2 separate regions of the Siniperca chuatsi genome follow, and region 2 is linked to region 1. A link is a contact called in public Hi-C data. All regions are on one chromosome and are shown on one strand. The core of a region is the stretch at or near the end of the contact, and the rest is flanking DNA. Distances in the headings are between cores, read along the strand shown.

Region 1 (4,396 bases), core at 128-2,627:
AAAGAGGTCATTTATTTTGTGTTAACTAAGGCAATAATGCAAATTACACAGAAAAAAAATATACAAACACAACAGATAATGTTTTACAGTGAGATTCATATATACCGTGTACCGTGTGAGCAAAAAGTGCATCATGGCTGATGCATCAATGCGTTGATTTTTGCTAAAGGGTGTCATATGCAAGACAATTATCCAAGTCAAGGATCCTTTTTTAATCTTCTTCGCACAGTAAAGCCGTAGGGGCAAGACTGACTTATATCTTCTAAATGACTTCGAACAGACTCAACTGCAGTCAGTATAGTAGAACTTGTATAAGATACTGGCAGAAGGTCTCACTAAGAATGATCACACTGAGGTTACCAGGGAATACTCTCTCAACACCCTTTCCATTTAAATAAGCCATTTCACAGTGCAGGAGATTTCCCTGAAGGAGAATTATTTGGAGGCAAATATTTTTTTGCAGTCCTCTATCTCAGCCCAGAAATTTACTACCTTGGGGAGAATATAGATCTACTACTACAGCTTCTAAAAAAACAAGCAACAAACTCCTGGGTTAAACCAATTCAACGTGAAGTGTTCAGTTTGACAGACTGTAACTGAGTGTGCAAGAGAAGCTCCTTGACTTCACTGGTATTGCTGCAATCTGTCACACTTAGAAGCTTCTGTGTTGCCATTTGGCTAGTGTGAATTTGGTAGCACTCGGTGTGAGCTACACAATCCGACCTGTGCTGAGTGTGATACCTGACCTCGCATTTAAAATCTAAAATTAGTTCCAGAAGATCACACGACTCTCAATGTATGTTTCTCCTTAAAAAACAAATACTGTTAGCTGGTAGCAGCTTGCACGTCAGCAAAATGTCACAATCAAGTATGCATATTTGTACAAAATTACTAAGCTAAATACCCTGCCCTTTGGACATTTAACTGCAGTAAACACAATTCATGTTAATGCAAAAAAACAAAACAGCATGGAGGGGCTGTTGTTGAAGGACATTTTAAATAGACAGCATGGTAGAGGCAGATGAATGATAATTTGCAGCTATTGCCTGCAAATTCAAAAGTAAATCATCAACCAAACAGCTTCAGAGGATTAGGAGCAACGACCGTGCACAAAAACATTCTGAATTTATTGCCCCCACCATCCCCCACACTCCCCGGTGGTGACCTCAGCTTGCCACTTCAGCACTGCAGAGAAACTGGAGGCTGCAGTGAGCTAACTTATCTAATGGCACAGGAATGCTGGCTGGCAGCTTCCGTCCCTCCGAGCATTTTATTAGCTTAGGAGACCTCTCTCGCTCACCCCATTTTCCCTCTCTCCTTCACCCTCACTTCAATGGTATAACCATCCCCGGTTTACAATCATTTTCCCTCCCACACACAAGTCACAGTTCAGACCTTTTTCTCTTGCTGCCTCTGGCATAAAGCAGCGAGTGTATAAGGCATTTATATATGTTTACAGGAACCTGCTGACACTTGGCCACAAGTCTCTTCTTTTACCCTATGGGCTGAAAACATGAGTGCTTGGTCAAGGCTAGATCCAACTGCAAATGTCGTTTGTGTGTGATCAGGTTAGTGGAGAGGTTCTCGAGTTCAGATTTCTGTCACATTAAAAGAACACAGACCTTCAACAGCCCGCCCTCCCTAAGCTCTCCAAACACTCCAACACAAAATGGCTCTGGCAGCTGGTTGTGGCAGGATGTAAATCAAGGAGGGGCAAATGAATGACTAGTCTTTCATGATGAGCAGGATATAGTCTTCCCTGCTTTCTCTAGCGAAGGGGTTTAGAAATTATACCATGAGTTGTTAGAAGTCTTTAATCATTTTAAATTAGCATTCAGTCTTCATGTTAGACTGTCTCCTCACTTCAGTAGTTGTGACAATGGATGAGCATGGATGGAATTTTAGTGTTACTGTTGCCCATACTAATCAAAATTGTCTTATAAAGAAATAATTGAGCCTTTTGAGGAATATGCTTATTTGCTTTTTTGCCAACAGTTAGAGGAGAATATTTATACCACTCTAATATATATATATATATATTTTTTTTTTTAAACCTTTGGACAGAGCCCGGCTATTTATCACCCCCACTTTCAGTCTTTATGCTAAGATAATCGGCTGCTGGGAGTAGCTTCGTATTTAGTGGTTTTTCCTCCTGGAAAGAAAGCAATAAACATATTTCCCAAAATTCCTTTAAAATGATCCTAATTTTCATACTTGAGTATGTGTAAGCTAATGTATTTCACACAGATTGTGTGTAGAAGTGTACATTACAAAATGAAGTACACATTAAAAATGCATTGTATTGTAATGCAAACACTGCATTTTATTCCAAAAGTTGTTTTTTTTAACATGACTCGGGTCTGACCTTTAGCTCAGTTTTCAAGGACTTTCCCCAATCTTGTTCAGAAGAAATTCCATAGTGTTTTTGTTTTGAGTGATGCGGATCACTGTCCTGTATCTTTGCCACAATCTGAATTTCCCTGCATTTCCCTCAACTACAACTCTCAGGTATCTGCCAGTGAAAAGCAGCCCACAGCGTAGGGTTGAAAACACTTTGCCTCATAAATGCAAAAGTGGACGACAGGTGATGAATCAATCTTATTAGTATTTACAGAGTATTTACACTCTAAATACATCATTGATGGACTGGACAAAAATAATATACTATCAGTGGAAAAAGGCGAGTAATCCCCTCAATCATTAAGCACCTTATAAAATGTAATTACTATATTTAGATAAAACATATTGGGAATTTACTAACACATGGATAGGGCAAGCATATGAAATGTCATGCAGGCGTAGGAAAAATATGTTTAACTACTGCTAATGGACATACATATCCACAATCACTAACAAATGCTACAGAAAACCCAGTAAAACTTAACATTATAAGCAAATAGCTCAATTTTCACTCCATCAGTTTCTTTGCTCCAAGCGCAGAGTTTTTGACATGCTTGTTTGGAGACTAAGAGGGCGTCCTTGTGGCCACCCTCCCATGTTGAAGTCAGAGTGGTCCTTGGCTTCTGGGTCACCTCAGATCTCTGACTCTGCCATACTTTCTGTGAATGCTAATAAAGCAGTTCCTTGGACGTTATGTGGGACATCTCAAGGACATTCAAAGAAATTTGGATGCATCTTAACTCAAATGGGAATGGTGCTAAAAAAACAAGACATGATTACTAACTTAGAATGTTGCAGCACTTCATGTTTAATTAATTTGTTTGAAAAAGGCAAGTAAAATGTATGCTGTTAAAGGCTTTCAGTGTGTATATACTGCACAGAAACTGAAAGTGACAGACCAAGTTACCATCTCGTGCATAAGTAAAAAGGGTTTTCACTGCTGACACCCAAGAAGTTCAGATCAGATCTCTGAAATTAAATTTCCAAGCCACATAGTTTAACTCTGAAAGGTCTGAGGTAAACACAGCCTGGATTACTCTAAACTAGTAGAAATAATTACAGATATTTGAAAATCATTTTACATCATTGTTGCAATACTGTCATTGCTACTTGATTCTTTGCTTAAATCGTACTGATTATTTTGCGGAGATACTGATTCTTTCTGAGTAAAGTGAAGCACAACAGTCGGTTGCACACTACTGCACACAAAAGTAGATATATTTTCTTATCAAAACTGTACCTCTTTATTAAGCAACTTATTAATCATTACTGTGTTGATACTGATTGACTTAAACAATCCACATCCATTGGGCTGCTTGGGAAAAAAAGCAGGGGGTGGTGGTTAAAAATGATGGTAGGCTTTCATACAAGGAGCCGGGAACCCTTTCTAATAATTATTAATAACAGCTCTAGGTTAATGAGAACTTGCTTCACAAATGTTTCTATGCAATTACTACTACTTTTGACATAATTTACAACACATTGTTTTGACTGGACTACTTAATAAAGTCTCTTGACAGGGGGGGTCTAAATTCCTAGAATTTATTGGCAATAGCGTAAAAAAATGCTCAAGGGTATGCAAAAAGATTAAGATCACGTTTCAATGCTGAAAGCCATTTGAATTTATCTGTACACTTTCATCCTAGGAATAATTTTCAAGCTGTCGGGACATAGATGTCAACGCCAAGTCTGTCTAAACATGGAAAGCCCTTGACAAAATAACCCAAACAAATTTCCCTGTGGCAGAAAGCAAATTGCACAAGAAACTGACTTTCCATGCATGATCATTTGTTTACACACGGGGAGTTACATATCAGTGTTTGTGTGAGCCATGATCTCTCGCTTCACTGACTGGATTTGGTTCTGGAGAAGAAACCGACTCATTTGTGTGATTTGGAGCAAACCCAGCCCCCCCAAAAAGCCACCCCTTGTGTCTGCCTTATTAGGGTCACTCATGACAGCTGAGTGAAGCCCACATTACTGAGAGGAATTGGCC
Region 2 (4,085 bases), core at 1,165-3,664, 54 kb after region 1:
TGCAGTATCAATTACTGACCAATTATTTCTACTATAGTTTTTTTTTTTTTTGCATATCACATCACATTAAATAGGCCTTTTTCCTTCCAACTCTGCAGCTTCATCTTGCAAGTCTAGCTCCTAAAAACGCAAAAGTAGGCAGTAACATCTGACAGAGAGTGCTGACACTTACATACACACTCAATCACTGCTGGCTCTGAAATGCTGGAATATGTATGCAAGGCAGGGGAGGAGTGGCATGCTGCATTTCACTGATAGTAAAATATCCCCATTCAGTTATACACAGTATAGCAATAAAACTAGACTTGTGTATTGTGAGGCTTTCATATTTTTTCCTACTCCAATACTGTATAATTGCTTGCTGATGCTGCATGTTTGCTTAACCTTTTCACCAATGTTCACTCCCACTTTTCAACTCACATTATCCCTCATCCACAATATTTAGACACACCGCAAACTGAGCTCTGTATTCTGTTTCGCATGGTCTCAAACTCCTGGAACTACACTGCTGCTGTAAACAACCATAGTTTCCATGTTGCAAAATAACAATATGGGGATCTGATGTTTAAATACGTTTGCCTTATTCAGACATCTGACAGCCTTGTTTACATATCTGCTGCCACTATGACCATTTGGTCATCCATTAAAGTAAATGACAAGGTTACACGTGCATCCACTTTCAAAAATGCAATTCAACTGGGTCAGAGCTCAAATGCTCCGTCACCCTGAAAACCCTAAAATCGGTTTGCTTGCTTTTTCCTCAGATTGTAAATAATGTAAACTTCCTTCAGTTATCCATCTTCCTCGCCTATTCTACATGCTTGTCTGCTTTTCTTTTATCAAACATCGTCAATCTTTATTTAGAGTGACTGCTAAATTAAAATGCAAAGCAAACAGGTAGACTGTCAGACATCATATTCTCCCTTTTATAACAGCATCTAATCTATTTTCTTTGGCAGATTACAGTGTGGTACAAGTAAAACCTTACACCGAGACAATGGCACAGGTGCGTTTTTTCAGCAGTGCCGTACTACATATTCATATTGAATCTGATTATATTCACAGCTTGGAGGATCCCAATATTTCACTTTACGACTAATAACACTAAAGCTGAATTTATGATTCTCTGTTGAGTTGTTTCACTGCTCCAGCTGTATATGCCTACGGCGTGGGAACTGATTTATAGTTCGCCGTAGAATTTAACCCATTGATTGTCATGGCACAGCTACCTCACCAGATGGATGTGCTGTACGTTATCAGGCCATGTCGTGCATTTATTATACACCCAAAGTAATTGGGTTTACGTTCATTTATTCCCTTTATTATAGACATAGCTGACTGTAGTCAGAAGGCTTTCAGTGGAAATGGCTTTGCTAGATCACAAAATATACATTTGTCTAACATTACTGAAAACGAGGATTATAGAGCATTTTTCAATCTACTCTGTGTTGTCTTCCATATCAACAAATAACAGCAGCAACGGAAAAATGTAGGAAAAAACACAAAGCAGACCAAGCTGTCCAATTACAATTCTTGTGGTCTCCATGTAGCCCATATTGCGTCCATTGCCCCGCACGTAGATACCACAACATCTCAACACAGAGCCATAAATCTGCCTTAAGCTGTTGAGTGAAACGTTACCCACCCATATTTTTCCAAACAGTCAGGACAGTTCAATCCACTTATGTTAAAGCCACAAGATTGCTTCTCTGACTGTTTAGACAAATGTCCACACTGCAAACGTTTCTATCATGTGCAATAAGCATATGAAACAGAGAAGCAGCAAAACCTCACATTTGCGAAGCTGGAAACAACAAATGTTTTTTTTATTATTTATTGATTTTATTATCAAAACAGTTACCTGTTAATTTTCTGTCGATTGACTGATTATTTAAATTTTTTATTTAACATGAACATATTTTGCCATTTCCAACAAAACAGAACAGCAGCACTCTTATTTGCATAGAGGCAAGATTTTATGCCAAGGTCAGAGGAATCAGTGTGTTGGTTACCAAAAATAGCAACCAGACTACACAAAATGGTTGACAGTGGTCCAAATATGGTTGCAGAGGGCAACTGGCCAACCATTACTGTCAAACCTTGAGGGTCCCAAAACCAATGCCTAACTATATGACAAAACTGATTATTTTGCTCAGTATTAGTAGAATTAATGGGGATTTCTTCTAACTGATAACACAGATGTGAACCAAATGTAAAGCAAGAAAAAAAAGAAATAAAGAAGGTACTGGTGCCAAAATATCTAGTACTAGTTTCTTTAGTAATGTTTTCACTATTGGACAGTTGAAAAAACATAATGCCTAATAAACTAGCCCTGTGATATTCATACCTCCTGGATAATCAAACAACTAAAGCCCGTGATCCGAGTTAATGTTTTATCCAGGCTCCATGTAAAAGGAACAGGACATGATCACTGTGAGCCTGAAATGACTTCAGTGGGCTATAAACTGAAGCTGTTTGATGGGAATATGTGTTAAACTAAAAACGGATGTAAAAATTCTATACATCTGTTACCATGTGTGCTCAGGCAGTGAGATGAAACACGACAGCAGAGACTCTGTTAACATTAACACAGTTGTGGACAGAAAAAAATTATTTTCAGAAAGTATTGACATTTGTATTGAAGTTCCAATTGATCATCCGTTTTCACTTCCGACTGCAGCAATTTTGTCATTTGTGGAGGTTCTCTCCTTTACTTGTCAATATCACAAGTGCAGCATGTGTCATCCGAGAGAGACGACGGTCTCTTTGATTCTACAGATGACAGTGGATACTGCAGTATGATTAGGGCAATGGGGACAGTGCCTCAGAACCACCCACTCACTGCCACCACGCTCAAGCACTGATGTGCTCTGAGGAATTCCCACACATCACATCTTCACAGACCTTTCTTGCTCTACACTAAGCTCAACTCAAAAATATATCTTTATAAAAGACCATGGCATTCCTACAGCTAAAATCACGCTTACAGCACACTAGACTTAACTGCTTTCTGTCAGCAAATTAGGTTATCAAATAGTAGAACAGCTTTAATCATCACAACAATCTCATACCATTTTCTTTACACTGGTATATTAATCAACCATTTGTAGATGGAAAATTGTCATGTGTAACTCGCAGTGAAAAGATCGCCAGTGTCAGGAACAAATGAAGCAATAGTGATAAATGAGGTCATGTTGCTTATGAGTGGATGAACGAAGACAGTTCTGAAAGCAAAAGTGTGTTAAACATACTAATTCAATTTGACAGGGCTTCGTCATTACAACAACATACAAATCACCTATCAAAATCAGCTCGAATTGACTCATAATTTCTGTGGCTTTTCTTTCCAAGAACACAGAGGACGATAACTTCAAACCAAAGACAAATGAGACAGCATTTTCGCAGCACTCAAGACTATGCTGTGCCACAAAAGCTGACAATATCTTTATAGCTTGTGTGTGGGAGAGTTGAGTGTAACCTGGGCTCAAGTCCCAGGAAAAGATGGATCACCAGTCTCTGGCAAAGCAGCAACTGTGCAACAAGCATTCAAAGTGTGCTCTTTTCTGCTGTAATTGGCAATTCACTAGTGAGAAATCCAATCAATGCTATAAAAACTAAAGCAGAGTTGCATATCCTTTGAACCATGATACGACTTTACAGACAACAGTCAATCTAGTCAACTTTTTTAGTTAAACAGTAGGCCCAGGAAATAAAGGGGATAACAGCTCACATAGGCTATAAAAAATTAACCAGATACATTTTAGCCCCACTAGAAGCGTCCCAAGCTGGCCACATGATGGATGAATGGGGGCATCAATATTGGACTATAGAAACACAGATCCATTTCAGATCCTTTGTCTACTCTAACACGTTGCATTTCAAGCAAACAACAAGCTGTCAGAAAAACACCTCACTGTGCTTTGACATTTGAACAAGCAAATAAAACAACCATAAGTCTGTGAGGGAAGTGAGTTGTTTGGCGTAACATTGACAGTCACAGAAATAGTAGCAATGGAAAAAAAAAATTTTCAGGTGCACCATGCCTCTGAGGCTACATCCTCACAAATACGTTTTCGTTTTCTCAT

The links. Hi-C and Micro-C count contacts between places; a contact is called where the count stands out from the background.
Region 2: a contact with region 1 is called in a Hi-C map of liver, with 1.8 times the contacts expected there. The contact joins two enhancer-like sites. A contact is called at or near these places in 2 of 3 Hi-C or Micro-C datasets (liver and skeletal muscle).

The regions. Positions count from the first base shown.
Region 1 is chrLG1:8,287,519-8,291,914 of ASM2008510v1, forward strand. The region is part of intron 3 of LOC122881252 (zinc finger protein 609-like); the gene reads right to left. Among protein-coding and RNA genes, the nearest start is that of gramd2aa, 17 kb to the left of the region's middle. Within about 2 kb of position 1,378, the one cell type or tissue checked has an H3K27ac peak away from gene starts, as active enhancers do. A contact at or near this core is called in liver, where this site is marked.
Region 2 is chrLG1:8,340,742-8,344,826 of ASM2008510v1, forward strand. All of the region lies in intron 1 of LOC122881252 (zinc finger protein 609-like), which reads right to left. Among protein-coding and RNA genes, the nearest start is that of LOC122881252, 17 kb to the right of the region's middle. Within about 2 kb of position 2,415, the one cell type or tissue checked has an H3K27ac peak away from gene starts, as active enhancers do. A contact at or near this core is called in liver, where this site is marked.